Linked DNA regions of Gossypium arboreum: region 1 is linked to region 2. Evidence: chromatin contacts called from public Hi-C data. All regions are on one chromosome and are shown on one strand. Each heading gives the region's core, a stretch centred on a gene start, on an enhancer-like site or on the middle of the called end of the contact. The rest is flanking DNA. Distances are from core to core; before and after follow the strand shown. Region 1 holds the start of LOC108480172 (COBRA-like protein 4). Region 2 holds the start of LOC108480812 (ADP,ATP carrier protein ER-ANT1).

Region 1 (6,164 bases), core at 2,702-5,201, 200 kb after region 2:
CCATTGCTCAAGGTTTCTCAATCCAAGGTTGTGAGTCCATGCCATAATATCTTGAGATGTTGCCTCTTAGTGCCTTTTGAGAGATGTATGCTCAATATCTGAGTGGTTTTTCATCGAATTATTAAGGAGACACCATACATTTTCACCCAGTTCTCGGTAACTTTTTCTTTTATTCGAAACTTTAAACTACGAGGATGGACAACTGCTAGGAACCTTTGAGATTCATGTTTGTTTCGAGTCAGAACAAGCTAATCACCTGAGGATTAAGATCACTTTGAAAGATTTTCAAAGCTTAAGTTCAGCTCAGATCTTGCAATGTGAATCCATTCAAACTCAAGCTCAGGGTCAAGCTTGAGTTCAATCATGCATGCGCAGACTCAAATGTTAGCTTGAATAATTTGCAACTAGATTGGCACATTTCCACAGCCTATGTTGTTCCGACTCTTCATTTTACTTGAAGTACCCTTGTCTGTCATCTGTGTCTGACACATTTTTGGAGATATGGCCGTCCAAGGTCCCTCCAAATACATTCAAAGTCTTAGAAAAATATATTAAGCACATACATGTCTCCGATACCCACGTCCTAGTCCGAATACATAGTCAGTTACTAGGAGGATGATATATGTGATGACATGGTAGCTGTGTTGACCTTCTGTTTCATGATAATACAGAGGTGCATAAAGATGCAAAGAAGTTGTGCTTTAGCTTTATAAGCTTCATTCTAATTCTGTTTCACCGATTCCTTTTGAACAAGCCATATGATGATTAACATGTATTGACATTTGACAGTTTTAATGGTCTGAGATTGCTTGACATCACCTTTCGTAGCTTGTCAGAATTTATGGTTCTAGAGTTTACTTTTACTGGTAGTTTAGAGATTAGCCATATTAGCTAGACATATCACTTTAAAACACTAAGCAGTATTCATGTAGTCTATGATACTCGGACTCAGGTTAGAGTGTCTTGGAACGAAGTCAACAATTTTAAAGTGGGCTGGTTGAGATAAAAAGAAAAGAAATCAAATCAAATCAAATTATAATTATATTATAATTTTTGGGGGAGTCAAAATATATATATTTTTTACCTTTTCTAAAGTATAAAAATACTAAATTATAAAAAACAAAAATTGAAGAAAATATGAAGAAGATGGGAGGCGGGACCTCAGCCTACCACCCTCCCTACAGCGCTGTGAGTGTCAAATTTGCATGTGTCCTACACCTATATGTCCAACTTTTCTAAAATTCTCCATTTATTTGGAGGGTTATATCACCACAATCATGTCCAAATATGTGTTAACATAGGTGAACAAGAAAAATGAAAAATCAAAAGTTATGGTTGCCTTGCAGGTAAGACAAGAAGTCAGAGGCGCCAAAAGTTTAAAGAAAGCAACTAAGTTTACTTTAGTAATATTCATAAATATCCGTGACTTTTATGTTTTACATCTTGTAAATGCTCCCAACATTGCGCAGGCTTCGTTAGTGGCAGACTTCAAGGGACCATGTTGACAAATACATCCTTTATTTGCGAAGATGTTCGAACTAGTGGCCTTTTGCATCCTGAGAAATATGTAACAAACGAATGGGGCAAACGGATAAAAGTTGAAGATGGGACGGATTTTAGCCCTCTTTCTGCCATACCTGTCAAGAACGGGGGGCATTTTGAGAAACATTTTCCCTATTTCCATAATGGACCTAGTGCAGTCACTGGAGGCATTTTAGCTGAGAACAATGCACGATATCCTCGTGGTTTTGATGGGACTTATTCTGGATCACGGCCTTTGTTCCAAGGCACCTCCTCGTCAGCAAGTGAAGACATCAATGTTTTCGATGCAGCATTGAGCATTCAGGGATTATCTGGGATTTCGGATTCTGTTTGTGCTCTCTCTCTTCTGTCATCTCAATCACACAGCTCTTCAAGCCGCCCATCAGGAATTCCCATGGCCCGTTCCCTGGTTATTCCGGGCTACCATAACCATCACATGACTCAAGTCTCGGAAAAGCTTGACAGAGTATCGAATACGATCTCTTCATCAGGGATCAATTCAACCGAAGGCGGTAACATGGGTGCTATACTGATATCTGATAGTAGTGAAGCTGCCAACTTCAATATCACTGATGGACTATCATGCAAAGATGGACCGACGATCAACTTGCTTCAGCTTTCATCGCAGCTTCAGCGAGTGGAACATCAAAGACAATCTATGCAAGAAGACAATGAAAATGAGACCTACCTCCGAATCGTTTAAGTACAGATTAAGGTAAGTAATGATGCTCAAGTTGAATGACATTATGATCATATATCTTTGACATTTGAACCAAGTGTTTTGTTTATCTAACATTCTTCCATTCTCTGAATTTGCTGGCCTGGAACTAAATGATTGGACTTGCAATGGAAGACAAGTTCAATGTTGCTGAAAGCTGCACAGTTCTTGAGATGTCCGAATAGTCGGCGTAACATAGATGGAAGCATGATGAGAAAGTTCAGCAGCTGCTAACTGGATTCCCCACCCCACCCCTCCACTCGGTTAAGTTTCACCTAGACTTTTACAAGTTATTTTGTAATCGAAAAAAAATTGTTTGATTATGTTTCTCGAATTAAAAATGTTTTGATGAACAAAATTATCAACATTTCTGTTTGCAACATTCATCAAATCAAGTTTAATATTCGACACTCGCTATTTAGATGCGTAACTAAAGCAAAATTATCAAACAAGTTTTATATGAGCTTGTGATATAAAACTTACTAAACTGCTTAAATTTTAGGGTAAATTATACTGTTAGTCATTAAAATATGGGTAAGTTTAATTTTAGTTAGTTAATTTAAAAAAGTTACAATATTAATCTTTGAACTATTTGAAAGATTTCATTTAAGTTATTAAATTATTCAAAGTTTTTATTTAAGTTATTGAACTGTTGATTTTTTTTTTTAAATCACTAGTGAGCTCCAAGCGATTATTCAACAGCCAGTATGACAGATTAATATCCATCGATGAGTAGGAGAATATATTTTAGATCTAAGTTGATTTAACGGTTATTTATATTTTAGATCTAAGTTGATCTAACAGCTATTGTAAGAGAATAAATCTATTTGAATTTTAGTTCACAGATTTGTGATGAATAAAGTTATTTCATAAAATAAATAAAAAATAAAAAAACTGAACTATAGAAGAGAAAATGTTAGAGAGTTTTTAATCAGTGCAGGTAATGGGATAGCATTGATTTTAATATCCCAATGACTTACAATGTAAATTTTTTGAATAATTCAATGATCAAATTATAACTTTTTTAATTAAGTGATAAAAACAAAAATTTATTCATAATTTAACAAGTAATGGTGTTGGTTAGAGAAAAAGTTGGTGTATGGTTAATGGATAAATTGGGTAAATTACCCCAAAGCTAGGAAGTTCCCGCTGCGTCATGTACATCAATTACTCACTAAACTTGTAGTAACAATTTGTTGTTTTATGCCATAAATAATTATACTGGGAAACTTGGCTCGTCACGTTAGCATAAAATCTCAAAGTTGATTTTACTTTCTTTATTTTTTTAAACAGAGTTAGCATAAGCAAAATGGGAAGTTGGAAAATCCTCGTCTGAATAACTCAATTATTCCATTTAAACTATCACATATGTTGCATAGTCAAAACTAAAAATTTTGTTGTTGCCATTTCCCTATCCCTTTTACAATCTATTATTATTATATTATTAATTGTGAAACAGTTGAGTAGTCATTATCATTAGGTGAGTTGACTTCAATAACTGCAAGCTCTCACACCCACCAATTTAATTAATTAATTTTAAATGGAAATCATTTGTTTGGTAGGTGATTTAATCGAGTTTAAGATGTTTCTGTATTTGACGAATATCGGCAGTTAGAAGATTGTGCTCAGAATATGTCTGAAAAAAGTTCCAAGTCATACTCACATATATATACAACAAAACCAGTGGTTAAGGCTGACATAAACAATTCTTGTTTGTTGGGGGAATAGATATAAAGCCATAGGAGTATCATTGTTTACAGACAGCAGGAGTACTTCTTGATATTGCACAATGATGTTCTACAAATTTGCCTACCCTCTGCCAATGGTTGCTTTCTTTGCTATAATCATTTCCCAAGCAGGTCAGTTGCTATAATCATTTCGTGTTTTAGTTAATTTTTTTGCTAATAATTTCCTTTCCCTTTTCTACTTTTGTTGTAGGAGCATATGATCCGTTAGATCCTAACGGAAACATAACAATTAAATGGGACATTATGTCCTGGACTCCGGATGGTTACGTTGTAAGTATAACTTAAATTCATTTATTATACTCATATTTTTTTCATTAAACTCAAGATTAATTAATTGGTTCACTTAGTCACTTTAAAAGATAAAATTTCAATAAATTTGGTCAAAATTGTGACTTCCTTTATACCAAAAATAATAATTTTCATTTATATTGATCAAATGTTAAATGTGAGTTTCAAATATTGATATGTATCCATCACTAATATATTAAAACTTTTTCAAATTTTTTCTTATAGTTGAAAGTTACCTAAAATAAGGGCGTAGCTAAGGGTTAGTAGGGCATTAACCCAGAATAATAACAATTTTAATCCATTCTAATTATAGAATATTCAATTTAACTTTTTTTAATCAATTTTATCTTTTAGCTCCAAACTTTTGAAATTTTATTTTAACCCCACAATACCCAACTTCTAGCTTCATTCCTGGTCAATATCCTAATACGCATATGCATGCGAATATTACTTAGATTTAGTAATTATAAAGTGTCTTTTATTAAACTCAAACTTAAATTAGACTGTTCATGTAATCATTTTTAAAATTTGGTTGGATATAAGATCCCATACTAAAATTTTCAATATTCATTTTTATAGTAAATATAACTTTTGAGTGTGGGATAGTTGAAGAAATAGAAATGCAAGCTTACATATATATCATGTCTGATATGCAGGCAGTTGTAACAATGACCAACTTCCAAATGTATCGGCACATAATGAGCCCTGGCTGGACCCTAGGCTGGGTTTGGGCTAAGAAAGAAGTGATCTGGTCAATGGTGGGAGCCCAAGCCACTGAACAAGGAGATTGTTCAAAGTTCAAAGGAAACGTCCCACACTGCTGTAAGAAAAACCCCACCGTCGTGGACTTGCTCCCCGGAGTCCCATACAACCAACAGATAGCCAATTGTTGCAAAGGTGGCGTCGTGTCGTCATGGAGCCAAGACTCCTCCACCGCGGTTTCGTCCTTTCAGGTGGGTGTTGGCCGTGCCGGGACTTCCAATAAAACGGTGAACCTGCCGTTGAACTTCACTTTGCTTGGTCCTGGTCTGGGTTACACATGCAGCGGAGCTAAAAAGGTGCCGTCCACTGTTTTCCTCACCCCTGATGGTCGACGAAAAACTCAAGCATTGAGTAAGTTTTTGATAATTTGCACTTAAAACAGATATACTTACATCCGACATAAGTGTTGTTATTTGTGTTGCAGTGACATGGAATGTGACATGCACGTATAATCAGATTCTGGCATCACGATATCCAAGCTGTTGTGTCTCGATGTCTTCATTTTACAACTCCACAATCACACCTTGCCCATCATGTTCTTGTGGCTGCCAAAACAACAATAATTGCATCTCGTAAACCTTCTTTCTGATCCCACACGAAAATGTTTTTAACTATGGGATTTCACTATATATCATCATCCCTAATGACATTAGTCTACAAATTGCAGGAGTGATGCAGAGATAGAAAGTGTAGTTGGCAAGAACAGAACAAGGAGTAGAAATTCGAATGCGATGATAAGGTGTACCAACCATATGTGCCCCATCCGAGTGCATTGGCATGTGAAGCTGAATTACAAGGAGTATTGGCGAGTGAAGATGACGGTCACTAATTTCAACTACGCCATGAACTACACGCAGTGGACACTTGTGGCTCAACATCCTAACCTCCACAACATCACCCAAGTTTTCAGTTTCGAATATAAACCCCTCCTTCCTTACAAATACACAAGTAAGTCCTTGTCTTTGATTTGAATTTCCCTAGGCAGTCGACAAGTGGGCTAACCATGGACTAACATTGAACCTGCAGATGACACTGGTATGTTCTATGGCTTGAAGTTCTACAATGACGTATTAAAGGAAGCCGGAGCTGATGGAAACGTCCAATCA
Region 2 (5,738 bases), core at 3,035-5,534:
GAAACATCATACATGATTAGTAATTAATTTTAATATTATAACTAAAATATCAAATTGATTTTTATATAAATTTTAATAAATATATACATATTTCTAAATCAAACTATTTTTAAATATAAATACTTATTAAAATTTATTTATACTATTATTTTAAAATTTGATAGAATTCATCAATTAATTATAAAATTCTTGAAAAAATATTATCTTTACAAAATTTAAACTTAAAACATCGATTTTATTATTTTAAGTAAACCAACAATGTAGTATAATAAATACTTGATAGTTATTTTTTACTTTTGGCAACATGATATTTTTATTCTTGGTAACGTCCAATCATAAATCCTTTCAATTCACATTCCAAATGCTGCTTGAAAAGTTTATTGGAATATTCTAGAACATAACTAAGGGGTTGTAAATCATTTAAAGACCTAGGAGGATAAGTTTGGATTACTTAATAAATATTAAAAGTATTTTTAACTAGGTTAAAATATATCAAAATATACTATATTTTTAAAATTTTAAAATTTAACATCTATATTTTTATTTTCATGAATTCGATCTTTTTATTTTTAAATTTTAAAATTTAAGTTTAATTGTTAACATTATTAAAGACATTGTTATTTAACAAAAAATTTAACAATATTAGTTATAGGACTTAAATTTTAAACTCTGTAAAACAGATAACTAAGTTCCTAAAATAAAAAAATATAGAAACTAAATTTTAAATTTTCAAAGAGTAAAGAGATTATTTTAACCTTGAGAAATTTACTCATTCGAGAAAAATTTTTAAAATATTTTTCATCAAGCAACCCTCAAACCCCCCCCCCCCCCAAATAAATATTGTCCCTATATTGGGAATTTATCTCCCACCTCCCTCAAGAATTCTAAAAGATGATGGAAAGAGTATCCCACAATATGATACCACTTGAACTATATTTAGCACACCAAGAGTATAGCACATTGTCCATTAAAAAAAATTTAGCTAACACATTTCCATAAATATAATTAATTAATTTTTAAAAAATAATATTTTCTCAAAATCTAAAATTTAATTTATAGTGTGGACGAAACCAATAAAATACTTGTCAAAACTAAATCATTGACCACAGTTTGTGAAAACTTTGTTAAAATATCTTTCTTTTTTAATTTAAAAACAACAACAAATTTGTTGAAAAGAAGAGATAACAAAGAATTTGAATTGATGAGTGGACTATACTGAAGATCACTAAATTGAAGATTGTTTGCTTTACAACCACAAGCCCAAAGCAACCAATACAATATATGCCACGACTTAGATGTCAAATAAATTCAAAAAAACTAAAAAAAGAAAAAAAAGGAAATTCCACATTACATGGGAAATGTCAATAACATAGGTTTATTGCTAAAACTTTGTTATCTGCAATTACATCACAAATTAATCATTGAAAGTTAATTAACTGTACAAATGTATACATAAAAACACACATGGGGCCCTTTCTATCCCACTTCTTCCCCATGCTCCTTTTCTTCTTTCATCTCAGTATGAAAAGCTACACTTGTATGTACATTTGAGACAATGGCATTTTCACTTTAGTGCACCTTGATATGACTCGAACATATAACCTTGTCGATGAGCCACTCGATGCAGCTGATCATAGCCTGCGAGTACCCCGGCTCCTGCTACACCAAGAAGCATATTAGCAGTAACTCCTCGGAATAGTGCTGAAAACCCCTCGAGATGAACAATCTCACGAAAAGCATGGATAGCACTGCGATACTTCTTCGATTGTCCAGAGGTTAACATCATTCGGCGTCGAACCGTGTCGAAGGGATAGGCACAGACCCCGGAAACTGTGGTGATACTCCAACCCAGGAAGAAGCTAGCAAAGAAATTCCCCTGCAACGAACAAAAAAGATATGATACAAAGTAATTTTATGTAGTCAGCAATTAGGAGTATTTATTATATGATCATGACTGGTTAAATTGCAAACAGCAACAACTAATAACTATATCCTATGCCCCGAGGCACCAAGATGCATATTAAGAAGATTTGAGATCATAGTTCATAATTGTGCATCCAATCATCTAACATAAACAGTTACCATCTACAAAGCTAAATAGGAGCAGTTGTGAGAATACAGTTCTACAAGAGAGGATTGGATGCTCACCTCAAGAGGCCCCACTAAAAGTATAGGCTTCATCGTGTCATAGATCCCAAAGTACAAGCCACGGTACAAAGTAATCCCCATGATTGAAGCCCCAAATCCTCGATATAGGCCCACAACGCCATCAGTTGATAAAGTTTCACGGTATACATCTAGTAGCCCTTTGAACTGGCGTTGACTATCAGTACCAAGTCTAGTACGCGCATAATCCAAATGATACAAAAACAAGGATGTGGTTGCTCCAGCAGCACTCCCTGAAGCCATATTTCCAGCAAACCACATCACATAACCATCCTTCTCTTTCGAGCGCCCAAAAATGCTTTTGAAGTAACCTTTAAATGCAAAGTTGAAAGCCTATGGATAATCGAACATCTGTTAAGTAACAAAATTAGGCAGGACAAATACTTGCAAAGGTAAAATGTAAAAATAAGTAAATAAAGATGTTTCATGCTAGCAGCAAAAGATTTCAAAACATCCCAGTACAGATATATAAAATCTGGGACAAAAGCTTAACTTGTTCCATAAACAGTAAACCCAAAGCTACCATATAGCTAAGGATTGGTAAGGAAGATAAAAAGGAGCCATGTTCAAATTACCCAAGTTTGATTTACTATTTCTTAGGTTGAGGAAACTAAAACTTCTCTACTAAAAAGTTAACCCGTTTTCTTTCTTCCATTTAGTTCCTGTTTATGTCTCAAACTAATATGAAAATGAAGATAAAGTCTCTCTGTAATAACTGAAGGAGAAGTTCTTCTGTCAGCAACCTTCATACCTTAGCAGGTAAAGAGATTTTCCTTTAACCTCAGTTTGTCTCAAAATGCCAAAGACAAGAAAATCGAGTAGTTGGTGTAGGTACATCAGGAAGATCTTAATCGATAAAATTCATCAGTTGTGATGTCTAATCACTAATACTAACCAGGTACATACCAACTACAACATGCCAACATTAAGTTTTTTGTCCTTAGAACTTCATGGAACATGCATTACAGGGATAGATCCCAAAGGCAATTCATCTATGAATAGCATATAGTACCTTTCCCACAAACAAACGATTGCCATAGTCATAGAAGATTAAAGCATAGGAAAACCTAAAACTCATGACATAACACCACTCAATTAGTGGAACTTTTAAATAGAACAGCATAATGATTATCCATACATTGATGATTCTATATTGGCATCTTTCAGTAGTTGTACAGATTAATCTGAAGCAGCAAGCACAAATCAACCAAAGCTCATAAAGTAGTTTTTAACACTGATTCTTGCAATTGTTCATAAACGACTCCATCAATTAAAAAAGAAATACCATGTCATTTAAATACCCTAATCTGTCAAATTCAGGCATTACCTAGTTCTTCAACAATATTATTCAAGTACATGATCAAAATTAAGGACAAATAAAATGGAAGCATAAAATCCAGCAATGAGAAACAGAACAATTTCTTTATAAGTTTCCTAGTGTGAACAATAGGCAAAATAGAAAATCATAAGTTTCAACCTGAGTGGGAAAATATCTGATGACATTGGCTTGGTTACCCCTCCAGAAAGAGAAAAGACCTTCATCCTTCAAAACCCTTTTAAAGCAATCACCAACACCATTATAAGGTTTCTGAAGGCTTCCCCTTTTTATCATCTCCCCTTGATTTTGCAACAATAGCTTCACTCTTTCAATGGGGGCTGCTGCGCTCTTTGACATTATAGCAGCCATTCCAGCCATCACAAAATCCATTGAGAATTTCTCAGATTTATTCTTACCCATTTCCATCTTTTCTCTTGGCTATCTTTCTACAAATGCCAATACAATAAACCCAGAAAGAAAACCCATAAATTTCCATTGAACAAATCAACTAACCAGGAAAAAAGGGAAATACCGAGATTAATTAACCATAAAAAAAAAGAAGAGTAAAACAGAGTAATATGAATGGGAGTATGGAAATTCAAAAGAATGGAATTAATAGAGAAAAGGAAAACGTGAGGAAAGAGAGGGATTGAAAGGGGAATTACCAGAGCGAGGGGAGGAAGGGAAGGAAGCTGAGAAACGAAGACACAGATTCCTTTAGGATTCCTTTGGAGTTCACAGAATTTGAGAGGCTGGCACCGGTTGTTGTAATCTATTAAATTAATGGAAATAAAATGGGAAATCGCGATGGCTTACGTAACATTTATTACAATTTGCAAATAAGTCCTTAGGCTAGTATGCTTAGGGTTAGGTTTTTTTGGGGCTTGAGACCTGATGTTCGGACCACATGGTTCCAGCTAAGTTTGAAATCGAATCAAGTTGAACCCGTTTTGGTAGCAAATTCATTGAGAGAAATTTTTATTTAAATTTATAAGACTTAAACTTACTTTAAAGGTTTTAGAGTTCTTTATCATTGAACCCTGTTTATTAATAGCTGTGAGTTGCAAATTGGTTATTGAAGTTATTTTTTGTTACTTTGTTAACTATAGCATTAGGTTGTTGAAGGTTATTATTCGTTGCTTCAATGTTGTAACTCGTTGTTTCTTTGGACAGTTGAGCATTGGTTTTTAAATGAAAAGAAAACTCCCTCTCTCTCTAGGCTTTCTAACTAAAGCCTTCATTGTTGTTTCTTCTTCTCCAAACCCAATTCTTTTTCTTTCTTATTTTCATTGAATAGTTTTGTTGGTAAATTCTTAAGGTAACTTCAATTCAACATATATCGAATCGTGGTTCTTACCTATAGATAAAAAAGGCAGTGGTTCTTAAGAAATTGCTACGTTGCCTTCAATCTCACATCCAATTGATACTTTAGATGCAGTATTAGATTCACGTACTACCATAAAGTTTCATCATCCTTTCACATATAAAAGGGTGAATATTAGGCTTAAGTAATTTCTTGATGGCTTTATGATGATTCCAACAAACAATGTTCAATAGTGAAAGAAGTCAGGTCCAAAATGAAGTACATGCTATGTATGTTCAATAAGATTGTGCTCTTGTCTCTTGGTTGCTTTCACAATAAGTCTACATATGTAACACCCTTCACTCGATCCAGTTGCCAGACTCGAGCTACAAAATGTTATAACACAAAAAATTACAAATACAAATGTTTAAGAATAAACTCAAACCAAAATTAAGTCATAGTAATCATTTGGTACAATTTAAAACCTCTTTCGAGTCTTATACGAGCTTACGAAAGCTCTAAAGTTGACCCGGGATCAAACAAGGACCAATTAGAAACTTTTTCAAAAAAGAAAGGCAATTATGTAAAAAAGGGGCTTAAAACCATGCAACTCTTTGAAGTCATGTGGTGAAAACGTCCAAATTTTAATTTCAAAAGTCACAAGGCCGTGTAACAAACTGAGACCGTATGGATAAATTTTACCATTTCTATAGTACTCATACGGCTGTTTGGTTGGCCCGTGTGACAATCAAGAATCGTGTGGTTCCAAAAACACTTTCCTACCAGTGATCACATGGCCGTGCCATGAGCTCGTGTAGAACAAAAATAAGTCATTTGGTGCTTGTTTCAAAACCAACTATTAAACGTGACCTCTAAATTTCATTTTAGCAAACATAAACTTACTCAAAACATGCAAATTCCATGCCAAAACATAACTAATAATCACCTAAT

The links. A called contact is a pair of places that touch in the nucleus more often than the background predicts.
Region 1: a contact with region 2 is called in a Hi-C map of leaf, with 2.9 times the contacts expected there. The contact joins the promoter of LOC108480172 here to the promoter of LOC108480812 in region 2. A contact is called at or near these places in 3 of 5 Hi-C or Micro-C datasets (all in leaf).

Annotation. Positions count from the first base shown.
Region 1 is chr1:20,856,458-20,862,621 of ASM2569848v2, forward strand. LOC108480172 (COBRA-like protein 4) reads left to right here and starts at 3,952. Exons shown (of 6, transcript XM_017783070.2): 1 at 3,952-4,119; 2 at 4,199-4,278; 3 at 4,953-5,409; 4 at 5,483-5,630; 5 at 5,726-6,006; 6 at 6,085-6,164. The coding sequence starts at 4,050. LOC108480171 (squamosa promoter-binding-like protein 6) reads left to right here. Exons shown (of 5, transcript XM_017783069.2): 4 at 1,470-2,257; 5 at 2,396-2,670. The coding sequence ends at 2,245.
Region 2 is chr1:20,652,967-20,658,704 of ASM2569848v2, forward strand. LOC108480812 (ADP,ATP carrier protein ER-ANT1) reads right to left here and starts at 4,285. Exons shown (of 4, transcript XM_017783922.2): 1 at 4,150-4,285; 2 at 3,644-3,930; 3 at 2,149-2,499; 4 at 1,360-1,876. The coding sequence starts at 3,910. The coding sequence ends at 1,565.